Regions from separate parts of the Mus musculus genome. Here region 1 is linked to region 2. The links are chromatin contacts, called in public promoter capture Hi-C maps. All regions are on one chromosome and are shown on one strand. Each heading gives the region's core, a stretch centred on a gene start, on an enhancer-like site or on the middle of the called end of the contact. The rest is flanking DNA. Distances are from core to core; before and after follow the strand shown. Region 1 holds the start of Mob3b (MOB kinase activator 3B). Region 2 holds the start of Orc3 (origin recognition complex, subunit 3).

Region 1 (2,700 bases), core at 2-2,501, 540 kb before region 2:
TCTCTGAGCCATGATGTGACTGAACAGTTAAGAAGACTGTCCCAGGCAGGGAGCATAGCAAGTGCTAAGGCCCCGTAGCAGGAGTTTTCCAAGCATTTGTGTGAGCCAAGTAAGGCACCACATATAGAGAGACTTTTGTGATGGAAAGGCTAACAGGAGTCGAGTATGGAAATATATCTCCTAAATTTCACCTAATTTACTTTCATTCTTTCAAACGTGTAGCAGAAGTTACGGAATGTGATCGCTAATCAAGTCATTTGATACTACCCAGCCGGCACACATCAAGATGTTTATAGGAGAATAAAAGCAGGTTGACACATCCACCTCATTTTTTTTTCTTTCAGTTCATGTTTGAAGACTCCTCCCAAGAACTAAGAGTACGTCTCATAATTGGTTTACTCATAATCACCCGGCGAGGTAGTTACGACTTCCACGCATTTTTGTCATGGTTTAATGCTGCTTTCCAAGGTGTTTCAGGCAGTCCACGGCATTTTACAGCTGGCAGAACATTTTGGAGAAGCGTAAGTCATTTGGCCCTTTCTGGATGCCTTGGAAAAAGCTCTTGTGGACTTCAGTTGGGGTGTCTATGGCTGTGATAAAACAGCATGACCAGAAGCAACTGGAGGAGGCAAGGGCTTATGTGGTTTATGCACAGTCCGCCGCAAAGGGAAGTAAGAACAGGAACTCAAGGCAGTTACCTGGAATCAGGAACTGAAGCAGACGCCATGGAGGAATGCTGCTCGCTGGCTTGCTTCTCATGGGATTTTAACCTTCCACCTAGGGCCCTGCTGGCTTCCTTCTCACAGGCAACAGCTTCTGGGACAGGAGATAAAGAGTAAGCTCCTCCAGCCGGAGCAGCGATGCTTGTAGATCCACGCGAGGCGCTTTCTTATACCCACCAGCACTACCTGCCCAACGCTGGCACAACCCACAGTCATTAATCAAGAAAATGCTGGACAGACTTATTAATAGGGTATTTTATGAGGGGTTTTTTTTTTAAGTCAAAATTCCCTCCTAAATATATCAAGGTTGTGTCAAGTTGACAAAGACCAACCAGGACAGCAGCATCTTTTCTACTCTGACATCTTTCTACCTACATTGGGCAGCGGACCAAAGTTGAGAGACTTAGACTGCTCATTGTCTCAGGCTCTTGTGGAGATTAGAGGATCCTAAGGGCAACAGGACTCCTCTTGCCCCCGCGTAGCTGCCTTTCCAGAGAAGGCCACCAGGGGACTCCGCTCTGAGCCGGTGAGTTGCAGTGGCGCCCGGGCGAGCTGCGCGGCGCGCTGGGTGCATGTGGGGGCCGCACCAGAGCCGTGGTCGCTGCATCTGGAGTCACGCGTGCTGGTCAGAAACCCCTCGCGTGAATCTGCAAGCATCGCTGCTCTGGCTGGAGGAGCTCACTCTTTTTCTCCGGCTCCAGAAACTGCTGCCGGCGTGAAGGAAACCAGCAGGGCCCTAGGCAGAAGGTTAAAACCCCACGGTAAGAGATCCTTCCAAGAGTGGTGTGGAGGCGCAGTCGCAGCTTCCCGCTTCGGATTGTGTCCTGGAGGGCCGAGGTGCGGGGCACACCTAGGGAGGATCAGTCGTGCGGACCCCAGTCCTCACCCCTCCTCCGCGAGCTTCCGGGGTTGGAGTCTGGTTTAGGCAGTACGGGCTTCTTGGCTTTCCTCTGCCTCCGGGTACGCACTTCCCGGGCTGGAATGTGAGTCCAGTTCCCACCCAGGGGGTCTGTGGCTTTGATCTGAAATACACCCCCTCCCTCCCCCTAAAGGGTGCAGATCTCACCCGGGACCCATTCTGAATCTCAGATGCGGGTGGGGTGCGCGTCGGCCTGAAGCGGCGGGAAGAGAAACTTTTACAAAGTGCATCTAAACAGGGCAACGCTCCTGGATCCCAGAGCAGGCTCGGCGTGGGGCTGTGTAGGGAGGGCTACAGCGCAGTCTCGATTTGTCCTCCCTGGCTACCTATGCCTCATCAAGGGAGGTATTAAGAATAAGTAAATTTTGCTCAACTTTTGGACCAACAACTGTCAAACATCTGGGATCGTTGCTCCTCCCTTTTCTGCACCGGAGAAGGTGAAAACTAAACTTTCCCTTCATTTCTCCTCCCCACCACTGGACCCCCAGGATGGGGTTGTTAATGGTAAAGAGCGGTTCCCGCCTCCTGGAGCGTGGCAGAGGCTCTAGACCACTCAGATTTCTTCCAGCCCCCTTTCAGACCCTCTGCAAGTCTTCCCCGCAGAGACGGGGCGACAGAGCCATTCTCCTGTAACCCAGTGAATGGCCTTTTGTTTCTCTGCGGTTCCACTATTGTTGCGCCTCTTAACATCTGGTGGGGCTCCAGCGGGGAAGGAAGTCCCTTTCGCCGCTCGCGGGGCCTTTCACGCTGGCCTTTGCGCAGGCTCGAGTCCGGGATCCCCGCTGGGGAAGGACAGAGTTCGGGACCTGGCTAGGCCGCCCCACCCGGGGCTTGTGGTTAGAGGGCGGAGGGAAAGTTGTTCCTGAGCCCGCCTCCTAGGCTGCTTGTGGCCCAGGGCGCATTTCTCAGATCTTATCCCCAGCGAATCTGAAACGAGAGATTGGAGGCAAAGTTCTCGAAAGCTAGGAGATCTGCGAGAGGGTCCAAAGGACTTTCAGAGGCGAGCTAAACGCATATGGAGGGCCCACAACCCGGGCGATGGCCGGAGACAGGGCACCT
Region 2 (2,700 bases), core at 187-2,686:
GCTTAAGAGCATTAACACCTGCAAGGTCTAAGGACAGACCTTGCCTTCTTGGGATAAAGGTCAGCAGAGAGTCGTGGTTAACAGCTAGAAAGGACGAGTAAAGATAGAGAAGGGTCTTTAAAGCATGGCCGCTTCCTTAATTGAGCAAGCTGTGCATAAAAGCCTGCGATCATCTCTTTGGTGAGCCAATGGGGCGTGCACAGCCAATGGAGAAAACCTGAGACACCGGCACCCTTCCCCACCCTCATCCAGCCACAGGCTCCCCAACTCTGGATTTCCCGTCCCTCATTCCGGAGGATAGGCCTGCCTTAATAAAAACAGTTTCACTCTGCCTCTGTCTTCTTTCTCTCTTGCATTTTGTCTTTCCCAGACAGTCAGTTGTTTTTTGCTTGTACCATGCAATGAACTCAGCTAACAGCAGAATTGCCATTACACCTGCAGCTCCCTGGCTAACCAACCTAGCTAAACGGGTAAACTCCAGGTTCGGGGAGAAAATCTGCCTTAGGGGAGAGGGGGGAAAGGTGGACAGTGACTGGAGGAAACACAGGCAACCTGTGGCCTGTCCTCATGAAGGAACATACAAACACAGACACACAGATAACACATTAAAGTCATCTCTGTAGGCTGGAGCTTAATTCCCACAGAACTACCTAAGAAGTATATGCACCATCTTTCAGAATTGTCTAAAACAACCCAGCCACAGCGGGCCTAAGTCTGTGCTAGCACTAGCAAACTCCAGGCAGGATAGGCTGCGCTAAACACGCGAGGAGTACAGGTCAAGTGTCTTTCTCCACCTTATTTGAGGCAGACTCTCACCGAACCAGAGGCTGGAGCCACCGGTTTCTGTTTCCACCTCTCAGAAGTGTGGTTTCAGACTTCCTTAGCTATGCAGGTTTTTCAACCTAGGTTCTGGAAATTCAAACGCAGGCACAGATGCTTGTATAGCAGGCACTTCACCCGCGGAGCCATCTCCGCAGCCCTTAGCATGCCTTTTAAATCATCTATTTTATCCAATGGTCTCCAAGTCCGGATTTAGAGCTTTTCCTCGGGAGAGCATCGCCTACAGGTTTAGTAAGCTACAAAATTTCTTATTCGAGATATATCCTACCAGGTTATTCATGAGAGCAAATAAAGGGCATAAACGAAGGAGGAACATTAATTTCTACAGGGTCTAATCATGGCCTCTGGACAGTCCGCCCAGGTTAAAGCATTAAGAACGGGAAATGAGAAGACAGTGAGCACTCAGGGCTCTCGAGGATCTTCCCACTCCGCAGCGCAAGGAGGAGGCAGGGTCGGCCTAGGCTGCACCCTCCGGCCCTGGCTCCCGCTGGCTCGCCGCTCTGGACTGTACCTGACAGGCGATCGACCTACGAAAGCCACACGCCATGCCTCCCTTTCCCGCACGCCCCGCCTCCGCGCCGGAAGTCGCCTCTGCTTCCGCCAGGGCGCGCGGAAGTGTGGAGTGCGCATGCACACGGGGCCGCGGACTATGGCCACCTCCTCCGTGTCTAAGGTACGTGGGGGTGGCGCTCGCCTCAGATTCGCGGTGCCTGTTTGGCAAGTCCGACGAGGTTTGATGGGCATCAGCTCTGGCTCCGCGGAGAACAGGACTCGGGCGGCTTTGCCCAGGTCCGGGTTCGAGGCAAGCTTTGCTCTGGGCAACTAGGCCATGGCGCCAAGGCTAGGAGAGCGGCTGCCCCCAGAATGTGCTGCGTCCTGCCGCTTCCCCCACTCTTCCCCCTCCATAAATTCACACTGTGCTTTAAGTTACCGAGATGCAGATGGAGGCAAAAATAGATTTCTGTTCCCAGAAATACTCATAAGCAGCTGATCTTGAATTGGCTCATTAGCAAGGAGAAAAGTTCTAAGAGAGGAGGGACGAACCAAGGTTTCTGGGAGACCGAGGAAATTCTTGGAGAAAGTGACAGTTTGGCTAAGGTCTGAAAAATAAGAATCTTGGCAAAATATAAAGCATTAGTTTGGGAGAGCAGAATAAGATGGTCTTTGCCTTAGAATGTAGAAATAAAAGAGCGTATTAAGTAAAAAGAGCAGTTTAACCCGTGAGTGGAGAGAGGAGCATTAGGAAAAACCAGAATAAAAATGTAATTCAGATGAGTGTTTTGAGGGGTTGTGGACTACTCGATGGCAAAGGAGTGCTAGTCAAATTGTAGTTTGTAAGAGGAGAAATCCTAGGCTTGTATTGCCCCCTAGGAGCCTGTGGCTACATCTGGAATTAAGATAACTTAAAATTAAGTTTACCATTAGCAACCATATTTCAAGAATATCAAACAGGGCAGCAGATGGAAAAGAAAGGTCTATTGGTCTGTGCTGCTATGCCTTGTAAAGTAAGACTTGACTCCTGTTCTAAGAACAGAAGGACACTCCTGAAGGAAGCTGAAATAACAGACTTCTGAAAGGTTTCGTAATTGGGGCTACAGGGGAACACTGAAGTGGGCTGTCTTCTTTTATAACAGGTCTGTTAGGGGTGATGTTAACATCAGAATCAGGCAGGCAGGCAAGCAGGCAGGCAGGCAGCAACACAGCAGAGCCAGTGAAGGGAACTCTGGCCCACGGGGCAGAGTGAGACCCCTTCAGTGTTTTTACGGGGTGAACCCGCTGGAGGACATTGAAATGCTCTCTGGTTTTGGCGCACAGCCCACTAGGTTGTTGCTGGAGGTAAGCAGCGAATGACTCCTCAGT

Evidence for each region. Capture Hi-C pulls out chosen DNA fragments and counts their contacts.
Region 1: a promoter capture Hi-C map of liver shows a contact between it and region 2. The contact joins the promoter of Mob3b here to the promoter of Orc3 in region 2. A contact is called at or near these places in 1 of 39 promoter capture datasets (liver), 1 of 484 Hi-C or Micro-C datasets (CD4 T cells), 4 of 115 datasets of contacts at active chromatin or transcription factors (bone marrow-derived macrophages, embryonic stem cells, memory CD8 T cells and 1 more) and 2 of 9 other capture datasets (adipose tissue and liver).

What each region holds. Positions count from the first base shown.
Region 1 is chr4:35,156,035-35,158,734 of GRCm38.p6, reverse strand. It overlaps Mob3b (MOB kinase activator 3B), which reads left to right and starts at 1,251. Exons shown (of 4, transcript NM_178061.5): 1 at 1,251-1,483.
Region 2 is chr4:34,613,678-34,616,377 of GRCm38.p6, reverse strand. It overlaps Orc3 (origin recognition complex, subunit 3), which reads left to right and starts at 1,436. Exons shown (of 20, transcript NM_015824.4): 1 at 1,436-1,513. The coding sequence starts at 1,469. It overlaps Rars2 (arginyl-tRNA synthetase 2, mitochondrial), which reads right to left and starts at 1,421. Exons shown (of 20, transcript NM_181406.4): 1 at 1,352-1,421. The coding sequence starts at 1,387.